3 separate regions of the Gossypium hirsutum genome follow, and all the other regions are linked to region 3. The links are chromatin contacts, called in public Hi-C maps. All regions are on one chromosome and are shown on one strand. Each heading gives the region's core, a stretch centred on a gene start, on an enhancer-like site or on the middle of the called end of the contact. The rest is flanking DNA. Distances are from core to core; before and after follow the strand shown.

Region 1 (4,128 bases), core at 1,619-4,118, 510 kb after region 3:
CGGGAATATGCAGAAGTAAAAGGGCAACTTTCGGGATCCATGAATCCTTCTAGCATCCAATACTTGTACCATTCACCACTGACCAAGCTAAGTTCTCATATAAGAGGGGCCATATCTTAGAGAGGGACCTCCACAAATGCAAAAATTGGCTTTTGGCAAATGACTTCGAGAGTTGTTCTTTCAGTCTGTATTTCGTGCGGAGAACTTATACCCATAAGGCATTATCCTTAGTGACTAAGTTGAATCCAATCTTCATGAGAAAAGAATTGTTTCGATAATGTAAATGATGAAATCCCAACCCACCGCAAGATTTTGGCTGACAAATGGAGTTCCACCCAACCAAAGTAAGTTTTAGATGAAAACAAGTGCAACCCCAAATAAACCATCTAGCAATTTTATCAATCTCTTCACAAACTCCCTTCGGAATCAACATGGTTTGCATAAAGTAATTAGGGATGGTAAGGAGAATAGATTGGACCAGGGTAACTCTTCTGGCCATGGATAACTTCCTTGCTTCCCAACTTTATAGTTTATGCCTCACCTTTTCCACAACAAAACTTAGGGTATTTTTAGTGACCCTATCATGAAGAAGAGGCACGCTTAGTTAAATGCCAAGGTTTTAAACCACTTGAAAGCCAAATAATTGGCTGATCTGTGAGCAAGTATCACCTTCAGCTCATTTGGAAAAATAAATATTGCTTTTCTGAGTACTGACTTTGTGTCCAAAGAAAGCACAGAAGTGATTCAAGATGTCTGCTAATAATTTAGCTTGATCTAACTCCGCTTTACAAAAAATGACCAAATCATCTATGAAAAAAAATATGAGATAAATTAGGACCCGATCTTAAAAGATGAATTGGACACCACTTACCTTCATCAATCTTCGCATGCATAAGATGCCTTAACCATTCCATACAAAGCACAAAAAGGTACGTTGACAATGGACAACTCTATCTGATTCCTTTATATGGCTTGAATTTCTGAGTGGGAGTTCCATTTCAGAGAATTTGCATAGTCGAAGATGAGATAGCCACCATGATTACTGAACTGAGAAAAATTGGGACTTCCACAGCCTATAGTGAAGCACCGATAGATTCCCAACTTACTCTATCATAAACTTTCTCTAAATCCAACTTGATTGCCATCTATTTTTTGCCATCACGTTTTTTTCACATAGAATGTATGACTTATTGTGTTATGATAACATTATCCAAAATATTGCATCCTGCAATGAAACTGACTTGTTCCTACGAGATAAAATTAGGAAAAACCAATTTAAATCTGTTAGAAATAATTTTCATCACTAATTCACACATTACCGAGTATAAACTAATGGGGCGAAATTGGTTGAAGTCCTTTAGCTTGTCATTCTTTGGAATAAGTACTAACAATGAGTTAATTAGTTTTGGGTCAATACTGTTACCAGCGAATACTCCTTGCACCCAATCACAAACTGAATTTGCTAAAATATCCCACTGACTCTAGAAAAAATATGCATGAAATCCGTCGCTTCCCGGAGCTTTTGGGGGATCCATGTTGAAGAAGGTTTTCTTAATTTCTTCATTTGAAATGGACTTTTCCAAAAACTCAATGTCCTGGGTCTTGAGACAAGGAAAAATGTTAGATGGTAGATCCTTCATGGGTTCTGGTCTTTCGCCATTAAATGTCTCGAAAAAACCAATTGCCCCATTTTTAAGGATATTTTAATCTGAACACCACTCACCATTATCCATGCGTAAGGCCATGATATGGTTAAATTTCCTTCTGTAGATCATTCGACTATGAAAAAATTTGGTGTTATGATCCCCAAACTAGAGCCAGTCATACCTAGCTTTTTGCCTCCAAAGAAGCTTATCATGGTTCAACAAATTTTCCAACTCATCTCGCTCATCAATCTCTAATTGAATTAACCGAGAAGAGGTAGAATGATCTAGGGCCTTTTTGATAGTAGAGAGTGATCTTATAAGATGTCTTTTATGAAAGCCTATAAAACCATAAACAGACCTGTCCATTCTTTAACATGTGAAGTAAAACTAGATAGAGAACTATCTGTATTACCCAAGAACTGCCACTTATCTTTCACAAAGGACGAAAAATTTACATGCTTCGTCCATCCTACTAAGAACCTAAAAGGTCTCCCTGTGGCCAAGCTAATATCTAGATTGGTCCTTAGAAGAATGGGCCTATGATCAGACTTAATCCTCAAAAAATGGGAAACAATGCATTGTGGAAAAGTTGAAATCCATGAATCATTAGCCAATGCACAATCTAATCTCTCAAATGTGCCAACTTTTTGCCAAGTAAAGGATGGACCGATGAATCTCAAATCCTCCAAATTACAAGAATCTACAAAATTTCCAAAAAGATTACATCTTTTCCCTATGACATAAATACTTTTTTTTATCTTCAAGTGATAAGATAACATTAAAGTCACCCATAATTAAACATAGTAAAGAATCATGAGGTAAAGCAAATTTCAAATCTTCCCAAAGTGCTTTTCTTTTCCTAGGATATTAAAATGGGATTTAGATAAACATTACCAGACACGCATAGAAAAATAAACTATGGGTGATTTTGGATAATTCAAATCTTAACAGATTCCTTCTAACCCACCCAAATTCCTCCTAAAAACCCAATAGCTTCAATATGATGAGAATTAAAAAACCCAATTTTTCAATGATAAAATTAGCCTTTTTTACCACTTACTCTTGGCAATTCCACAAAAAATGGTCAGATTTAAATCCATATAAATTAATATAGACAAATAATAAATAAAAATAAAAATAAAACCTCCAGAGCCTTACTGTTTAGGGAATTCTCCCTTGTCTTGTTGCCTGCCTAATCTTTAAATTTGGGCCACCTAAGCCCAAAGCTTCCACAGCTTGAGAAGAAATTGCTTCGTCCAAATGTGCCATTGATTCCCGTAACAAAACCTTGGAATTTCCCACAGTTCTGAATCTGCTACCCTTTTAAAGATTAATTTTGTTCTGGGGTTTTGAAAGACGCGAACCTCCATGCTTCGCCCCTAAAAATTTCCCAGCAACTTCATCTTTCGCTTTCCCCGAATTCACATCGGAATTCCTTTCCCTTTGGTTTTCGACGAGTGCTTCATGAGGTTATTTAAAGGTGACCGCCAAATGCCTTCGGAAGTCGAGACCATCACCTGTTTTGGAATCTGTGATGTCAACAACTCTCTCCAATGATGACCTCGCCTGTGCCATATTTACCGATTTATTTCCATCACCAGCAAAGTGCGAGTGAGAGCCTGAACCAGCATTCCCACCATCCACGTCTCTGCCCTAATTTCCAGTAGCAACTAGGTTTGTGAAAAGCTGACCGGATTCTTCCATAACCCGATCGGATTCAACCATTGTTTTGTTTTCACTCGGCCCACAATTTGACCCGTTTCCTTAGCCTGATATGCTATCTTCCAGCATGTTGCTTCCCTTTAAGCCTTTGAATCCCCCATTAAAATTTTGTCTTGGGTGACTTACCAAATTCCTAGGTGACAGGGGCCCATTATCTACCCCACTGGCATTATTAGAAGACTTTGAATGGCTTGCCACATTTTTAAGACCCAAGATTAGTTGGGCCTCTATTTTGACTACTAAAGTGGCCCACCTTATGCATATTAGACCCATCACCTTGGATTCCTTCATTTGTTGTTTCTTTCCCCTTTCTATGCCGTATATTCCCAATTTCCTTATTCGTCCCAGAATCAATGCCAACGTTACCTTCATTTTCTGCCAATGCCCTAAAATAGAAACCTTCATTATTCTTTTTTGAAATTCTAGGCCCTGATTGTGTTGAATCCCTTGATTTCCTATGAGATCTTTTCTCTACCAACATCCACAGGCCGGAACCATCACTTTTCTCCCCCGTTTCATCATCAACCATATTCATAGCCTCTGGTGAAGATTCCGACGAAGGCATCGTTCTCCCAGAAGTGGGTTCAAGGACCCTAAAGGGACAAACTTCTTTTACATGCCCATACCGTCCATAGTGAAAACAGACCGTTGGTAAGAATTCATACTTGACCCTCTGTATTTTTCCATTGATTAAGACTTGGGACACCAACGGTTTATCCAAGTTGACATACACAGCCATACGAGCGAAACATCCTCTAAT
Region 2 (4,211 bases), core at 96-2,595, 460 kb before region 3:
AAAATACAAGTTTGAACTATAAAAACACATCTAAAAGAAAAAATAGAATAGTAGTAAGCTCCTACGAAGACATCATCTTTGAGCCACTAAAGCACCAACTAAAGCTTCTTTAGAAAGCCAAGAAACATGCCAAAAAATATCAATGGAAAGAAGACACCATCTTTGAGCCACCAAGCACCAACTAAAGTTGCCTTAGAAAGCCAAGAAACATGCCAAGAAAAATCAATGGAAAGAAACACCAAGAACACTGGGGGAACACAGACCAACAAACACCAAAAAAAAATAATGTAAAAAGGCTCCTTAAAGGTGCCAAAATCAAATGCACAAACTTCTAACCAGCAAAGAAAACACTTCGCAACCTCGAAAAGATTGATCAATACCAACTATCGCGGCCCCATCCATTGTATCAATTGCCGCGAGAAAACCTGAAATGATAAACCATAAACTCCCTCAAAACATACAAATCCAAGGCACTTTCTCCCTAATCCCCATTGAACCCTCCATTCAAGAAAAACTATTTCATTTTTCAATCCCATGGCCACAACAATTCTCATACAAATTATACAAATAAAAAACACAAAAGCTACATGGAAAAAAAAAAAAACAGCCCAAGCTCCAAATACAAGAGAAATCAAGCGTAAAATTTCACAGATGTCTTTGTCATCCCTCTCAATGATCCGCATTAACACAAAAATCACCTCCTCATCTGACCAACAAGCTATGAAACCAAAAGGTTTATCAAGCTCCAAAGTCTATTCCGCTTCAGCTCTCACTACTTTCCTTCGAACATTTTCGATGCCTTCGTCCAACAGCGATTCCTCGGCATCAATCTATGATCGCATCACTTCCACTTATTGTTTTCCATTTCAACACTCGATGTTCTTCCTCAATTCGTAATTATCCTATCCTTCTTCGCAGATCGCTTCAACACTTTTCATCTAAACTCTCAAGAATTTTGATAACCTGTCGAGTTCTCTCAGACCTGCTCAGAGATAAGACCCATTCAAAGCAACACAACACCAAGGATCATTACCCTACTCTGAGACATTAAACATCAATAATTCGCACACCTGCATATCTTGCTACAAATCCTTTTGATTCTTGTTCACCTATATCCTTTTGAATGTGGTATTCTTGTTCTCCAATGCATCCATTAAGCGTACTAGCTTGAATCCAACTTCTGTAACAAAACTCCAACAAATCTTAACTCTGCACAGGTCTTCAACATGTCGGTTTATAGCTCACTTCAGATCTAAAGAGGGAGAATTGTTATACTAGCTTGAACAAGTTTGGCTGACTTAGGCTAAAGCCCAAAGAAACATGTGGCTCATAAGGCCCAAGCTTTATTAAGCATTAGCTAGCAACTAAAGAACATGCCACATAAAGAGAAAAGTAGCTTTCGGCTTCCAACATACCCTATCAAAAAGGACCCTGACACTGCCCAAGCCACAAGGAACAAAATGGCCATATTCCAGACACATCAACATGCAAGGGGTAAACCAAAGCTTAGGTATAATACCGAGTATCTTCTTCCTCTCTTCATCTTCTTCACTTTATTCCGTGACTCTGTAAACATATCTCCTTACTTTCCTCCAGTATGATACACACATGCTGATTTAAGCATTGGGGAGCATCTTAGTGCCAAAATTTTGAGAGCCCCTGGCTTACATATACTTTATAGGAAGCCTAGTTATCAACCTGAGAATCTAGCCTTCAGCCCAATTCTTTACCCAAAAAGACGTAAAAAAGAAAGATCATTTTCTATTTATATTGAAAGACTGGTTGTAGTAAAATAAAAATGTATAAAGATAATATTATTTTTCATTTTTCCCCCTTCAAACTATTGCTATTATTATAAAATTTCTTCAACAAAGAGACCACAACATGAGATTGAGGAGGAACTTCAAATGAACTTTAAGTTTGATGGATACCATGTTATAAAGATAGTAACATGAAGTAGTTCAATTAAGCTTTACATTTTTTTGTGAAAACCATGTTTTATTTCTATAAATAAGTTCCCCTTGAGGGCTTCTTGAAAATAAATATTTTATTCACCCTCAGTATGGGCATGATGGTGGTGGTGAGATGCAGTATTTTCTTATTCACCCTCAGTATGGGCATTATGGTGGTGGTGAGATGCAGTATTTTCCCAGATATGGAACAAATTGTGAGCAAAATCAGTCTCTCTGGTGAGGATGATAGAGCGGTGGCCAGCATTTGGGATGTTGTGAAGCTCCACATCAGGGAATTTGGTCTTGATGTTGTGCCTAAAATCTGGTGGACTGGTTTTGTCCCTGCTGCCTACAATAACATGCACTCTTTTCTTTAATTTCATCAATGTTTCCAGGTTTTTATCCATTTCTTTTACTCCTCTGTATAGCACGTTATGTGTAGTATGCCACCCTGAATGATGGATATGCTTTGTCAAGTCCATAACCAGAAAGTTCACATCCCTGAATACTCACCAAATAAGACATCCGTTGTAATACGAAAAAATAATACCAATATCATATGATTGTTAAAACATTTTTTAAGATTATTTATTCTTTTTTTAATATATTAAAATCATTTTTGAAAATATTTTATTTAATATAAGATTAAAATTATAAAATAAAGAATTTCAAAAATCAAGATTTATAATTAAGAAAAAAATGAATATATTTTGTAATTAATTTTTACTAATACATTAAATAATTTTATAATATAAATTCAATTGTTAATTTTCATCCATCGATTATTATTGTTTAATGAAAGACATGGTTAAAATTGATTTTGACTACCTTGATGAGGTGAGGCGTTTAATAAGTGCTTCCCAAAACCTATGATTTCGGCACACTAATAAGCAGACACATCGACTCAAGTGTTCATACCACACCATGATCGACCAAATAAACGCCGTCGGCGGCCACAATCTTTTAGGTGTTAGCCATTTCATTGCCCTCATTTCTACTCCTTCCTTTGATGGAAAGTATGGCTGAAACCATTCAATTTTAATATTAAAAGAAAGGCATTGATAAATTTAAAAAAATTTTGAAACAATATATATACTTACAGGGGCAACAAGGGTGATAGATTTGAGGGAGCTAATCCAATAATACAGCCCATCGAGTGAGCAACCACATGAAATGAATTTAACTTATATTCAGAGATTAATGATTTCTCAATCCATTCCACGTGCTCTTTTAATGTGTATAAACTGTCTCTTGGCTTTGGACTTTTTCCATGTCCCAAAATATCTACTGCATACATCTGGTACTCTTTTATCTTCTTTGATTCTGACAGCTTTGGAAAAAGTGTTTTTGTCCAAAACGATGAAGAACTTAGTATCCCATGTATGAATATCACGTTTTCAGTTCGATTTGGATTTCCAATGGCTGTCAAAATTAAGACAAAAGTAGTTGTTAATTTTTAAAATTGTTGATGGGAGATTGTTTTCTTCGGCAGAAATCTTGAAAATGTAGCTTTATGGGATATTGACTCATCCCTTAATAATAGAAGATATTGTCTTTCATGATTTGTCAAGAGTTAGTGGACTATGAGCAACTGTCCTTCATAGACCCAAGAGTGCTTCAATCACACATGACTGTACGACCTATTAACCTATTTCCATAGGTTAGGAGTTTAAACCCCACCAAGGATAAGATGCTCACGTTACTTATTAGTGGGTGACTGTATGTTTACGTACGGTCGAGGTGTCCCCTTTGTGAACTGTATATGTCTCTCCGTATGTGGAGAAGAAAGGATGAAATCCTCTCTCGGGGGACAATACCTTCTATTATTGAGGGGTTAAGTCGACATATTTAAAAATAATATGTTAAAGACTTCTTCACGAGTAACCAATCCCTCTTAAAAAATCAATCAAACTAAAGCAACATGAATCAATTACAAACCTTGTGAAGAAGCCTTGTTCACCTCAACATGAAGCTTGGGATCATCCGTCTTCATCCAAGAGATGCAAGAATCACACCCACAATCAGACCACCTATTTCCAACCCTATAAAAATCACCATTTTTGCGATTCTTCGAAATATATATAGCTTCAAAGCCTTTGCTTTTGTTCAACAAATCTTCCACAAATCGAAGTAAAACAACCAATTCCTTCAATTTCTTTCTTTTCCCGTATTGCAAAGTCTCTGATATCTCATTATCATCAGACAATTGGCCATTGATATCAATCTTTTTGGTTGTGCAGTAACATGGAGAGGCCTTCC
Region 3 (4,348 bases), core at 289-2,788:
ATTTTTTTAATTTAAACATTATACTAATAATATTTTATTTTATTTACTGAAAAAGAAAGGTGAAAGTACAAACAAATTACTAAGAAATTGAAATAAAAAAAATGACCGATTAATAAATTGACCATGTTTTTTGGAGAAAAAAATTGTGATTGATTTTTATTATTTTAAAATTTATTGAATTATACTTATCTTTTATATTAAATATATTTTAATAATTTTATGTATTTAAATTTTTAATATAATAAAATATTTTAAAAAGATGAAAATTTTATATGTTCAAAAAATTAAAATGTCATTTTACCATTTATAGCTTTTGATAGAAAAAATAATTGTTATGGTATATTAAAATGAACTTATAATTGTAAAAATAATAAGCAACTTTTCAGAATGGACTTATCGGAGAACCAAGGAAGCGATGAAGGCGAACCAGCGAATCGATCAACAAAGAAAGTTCGAATGCGAGATATCGATGAAAATTGGGAAGTCGATATGGAAGCAACAATAGAAAATGGGAAAACTCTTTCATGGAAAGATCGATTGATGGGCTAAGGGCTCCATCCGATTGGGGACCCATCGAACGCGGAAGGACCAGAATAGGAGGATGACTTAAAGTTATCAAAGGACGATGTGGAGCGATCGACAATCAATGGCATTCCCTCAATAAAATTTTCTGATCGAATCAATCAAATCCTCATTAAGCACATGGAACTTACAGTTGTAATCAAATTGTTGGGGAGGAATATAGGATATACTGCTTTGCAGAATAAGGTCTATTCACTTTGGAAACCCTCTCAGCCATTCCGCCTAATGGATGTAGAGAATGGTTATTTTCTGGCAAAATTCAAAAATCCAGACGACTATGAGAGAGTTCTAAGCCAAGGGCCTTAGTAGTCTTTGGACAGTACTTAACAGTACAACCGTGGACTATGGAATTTAATCCTGCTCAACCGTACCCTAATATAGTTATGGCCTGGATTCGTCTTCCTGGGTTACCTGGGCACATGTACAAGCGAAAAATCTTGCGGGAAATCGGAGAAACAATAGGAAAAGTAGAAAAATTAGATTTTAACACCGATAATGGAGTAAGAGGGAGATTTGCGAGAATGGCAGTATTTGTTAACCTAGGAAAGGCCTTGATTTCACAGGCACTTATTAATGGAGTTACACAACGATTAGAATACGAGCACCTTCCGATGGTTTGCTTCCAGTGTGGGCACTATGGTTACACAAAAGAAATTTGCCCTAAAGAAGAGATGGGATTGGAAGGAATAGGTGAGGATATCCCAGAAGATCAGACGAGACAAAGACATCCATTGGAGGAAAACAAAGCAGAAAACTCAAATAGAGAATTATATGGTCCATGGATGCTTGTTGAAAGGAAGGCAAAGAAAACTAGAAGAACAGGATGGAAACATGAGGGCGACGGCGCAACCAAAACAGCAAGAAACTCTAGATTCCAGGTTCTGGAAAATATAGATGATAGTGGGCTCCCTAAAGCTCGCGGCGAGGAAACCAGAATGGACTATGAACAAGGTAATACTGACCCTCTAAAGCCGGGCTCAGAAAAAGATGTTGGCTCATTTCAATCTGACCACTTTACACACCCTAATGATGGGCGAAAATCAGGAATACAAACTGCAGACCCTTCTTGGCCCAGCAACAAAACAGAAGTGCGAATAGACAAAACTATTTTAGCACAAAGGCCTTTGATTTATGTCAAAGCAGCAAACATAAGCAGCCCACCACAAAGCCTTGGCCACCACCAAACTTCCATAATACTGACAGAGCATGATGGGATTAAAAAGGCCAAGCCAGCACTGGTAATAAATCTACTTGGCACTCCAAAGAATCTGCTACTGGGTCTCATGAAAGACAGATCAATAATACCAGACCAGGCCTAATAGAAGATGCAACTAGGGCTTTAAACAAGGAGCAAATAGACCTAACCAGCAAAGAAGTTAATAGCAAAGAAGTGAATTTCTTACGTAGCTTAAACTTGCTGGAAAAATCAAGACAGGAACTACCACCCAACATTAATACATCTTTCAATCTTGCTTCTACAGACCTCCAAAATAACTTTAGCATTTTAACTCCTGAAAAGGATGTTGGGGGGCTATCGAAGAAAGCTCTGCCCAGTTAAATTCGCAAACTTTTCAAGAAATTATGAAGCTACCAACAGCAAGTATTCTAGACGCTGATAAGCATTCAATAGTTCTCTTCCAAGAAAATAATCAACCCACAACCAAAGGAAATACCCAGAACATCAAAACCAAAACAGGAGCCAATTAAGCAGTGGAATCAACAGTACGCGACAATGCAAAAACAGGGAATCCCCACAAAGGAAGAAACCTCAAAGTCAACAAAAAAAAAGGTAACCCCTTTAAAGTCTCCCCTTCAAAAATTTCAATCCCTGAATCTATCAGTAATATGGTTGAATTGTTGCAAACCCAAGTCCAGCAAGGGCTGGTAAATGAAATTCCTAGTGGAACATTAGGAAAAATAGGAGACAATGCAGAGAATAGGCAGTAATTAAGTAACCCGATATACGCATTTATTTAATTTTAATGAACTCTAGAATCTTGATTTTTTCCTAGAATTGTCAAGGGTGTGCGAATGAGAAATTTTCTCGTACTTTTAAAGAGTATAATAGGGAACACAAGTCGGACATTATTAGCTTATTAGAACCGAGAGTAAGTGGCCGCAAAGCTGACGAAGTAATTGTAAAATTAGGATTACAGTATTCACATAGAGTGGAAGCTAGAGGTTTTTCAAGGGGAATTTGTATTGGATGGAAATCCTCTGTCAAACTTGAAATTCTCTAAAATCACCCCCAATTCATACATACACAAATATCTTATGGCTCCCCTACCCAAATAATCCTCATTGCTTTTGTTTAAGGAAGTCCTAATAAAACAAAGAGGAGCTTTCTATGGGACACCTTAAAAGAGACTATCCCTACAACCAATACTCCCTGGTTGGCGATTGGGGACTTTAACTCTATTCTATCCAAAAATGAAAAAAAAAGGGACTTCTGTTGGGAAAAGGTGCCCCTTATTCGGAGAATTTATTGAAAACAATGATTTACAAGATTTAGGATTCCGAGGACCTTCCTTCACATGGCAAAGAGGAGGGATACTTGAACGAGTAGATCGAGCAATTGGTAACATTCCTTGGATTCGTACTCTTCAACAGTGCCTAGTCACACATCTAGTGAGAATCAAATCCGATCATCGACCCCTACTAGTGGATTTATGTCTGGATCTTAATTCAGCTAAAGGAAGACCTTTTCGGTTTCTAGTAGGATGGGTTCAACATCAAGATTTCTCCAATACAATCTCCAAACTATGGGAATATAAGGGAGACATGACTTACGCTCTAGGAAAGCTTTCTACAGGGCTAAAAGAGTGGAACAAAAAAACCTATGGGCACATTGGAACCCGAAAATTAAAAATATTGCAAAAGCTAAGCAAAATTCAACATGCACTAGAGAAGACAAATTCAACATCTTTGATACAAAAAGAGATGGAATTAAGAGAAGAGTTGGAAGAAGTTCTCAACCATGAAAAGCTACTCTGGAAACAAAAATCAAGGTGTGAATGGCTCAAGCAAGGAGACAGGAACACAAATTTTTTCCATGGTCGAGCACTTTATAGACGGAAGATCAACTGCATCAATGCCTTATGAAATGCAGCTGGGGAGTGGTTTTATGAGCCAGATGAGATTCAAAAAAAAAGCAATACAATATTTTCAAAAACTATATGGAGGAAAACCTGATTGGACTAGTGTTTTGCCATCAAACCATTTTCCCCCTTTGAATAAAAAAGACATAGATTTCCTAGGAAAAGATGTCTCAAATGAAGAAATCAAAACGACACTTTTTGATATGGTTCCTTTAAAAGCACCAGGAAGTGACGGGTTCCATGCTCTCTTCTTCCAAAAATAATAGGATAGTATTGGGAGTGAAATTTGTGAATGGGTAAAGGGGGTATTCAGAGGAAAACCCATAGAGCCTGGTTTAAACAACACACTTATAGTGCTAATCCCAAAAATTGTTCAACCTGAGGAGATCTCCCAGTTTAGACCCATCAGTCTTTACTCAGTCCTCTACAAGCTAGTTATGAAAGTCATCGCCAATAGATTTAAAATAGTTTTCCCAAAAATCATCGCACAAGAACAAGCTGGATTCATTGCAAGACGAACAATCTCTGATAACATCATCATCGCTCAGGAAGTTATACATTCCAAGCGAGGAATAAGTAAGAAATGGATGACAGTCAAAATCAATCTGGAAAAAAGCATATGACAAGGTTCGATGGGACTTTATTGACAGCTCTATTTAGGCTACAGG

Evidence for each region. Hi-C and Micro-C count contacts between places; a contact is called where the count stands out from the background.
Region 1: a Hi-C map of leaf shows a contact between it and region 3, with 1.7 times the contacts expected there. The contact joins two enhancer-like sites. A contact is called at or near these places in 3 of 34 Hi-C or Micro-C datasets (all in leaf).
Region 2: a contact with region 3 is called in a Hi-C map of leaf, with 3 times the contacts expected there. The contact joins two enhancer-like sites. A contact is called at or near these places in 7 of 34 Hi-C or Micro-C datasets (hypocotyl, leaf and petal).

The regions. Positions count from the first base shown.
Region 1 is chrA11:92,272,248-92,276,375 of Gossypium_hirsutum_v2.1, forward strand. No RefSeq gene overlaps it. Among protein-coding and RNA genes, the nearest start is that of LOC107891163, 18 kb to the right of the region's middle. Within about 2 kb of position 2,869, at least 9 of the 9 cell types and tissues checked have an H3K27ac peak or open chromatin away from gene starts, as enhancers often do. A contact at or near this core is called in leaf, where this site is marked.
Region 2 is chrA11:91,304,071-91,308,281 of Gossypium_hirsutum_v2.1, forward strand. It overlaps the pseudogene LOC107956917. Among protein-coding and RNA genes, the nearest start is that of LOC121210750, 160 kb to the right of the region's middle. Within about 2 kb of position 1,346, at least 7 of the 9 cell types and tissues checked have an H3K27ac peak or open chromatin away from gene starts, as enhancers often do. A contact at or near this core is called in leaf, where this site is marked.
Region 3 is chrA11:91,762,408-91,766,755 of Gossypium_hirsutum_v2.1, forward strand. No RefSeq gene overlaps it. Among protein-coding and RNA genes, the nearest start is that of LOC121209957, 36 kb to the right of the region's middle. Within about 2 kb of position 1,539, at least 9 of the 9 cell types and tissues checked have an H3K27ac peak or open chromatin away from gene starts, as enhancers often do. A contact at or near this core is called in leaf, where this site is marked.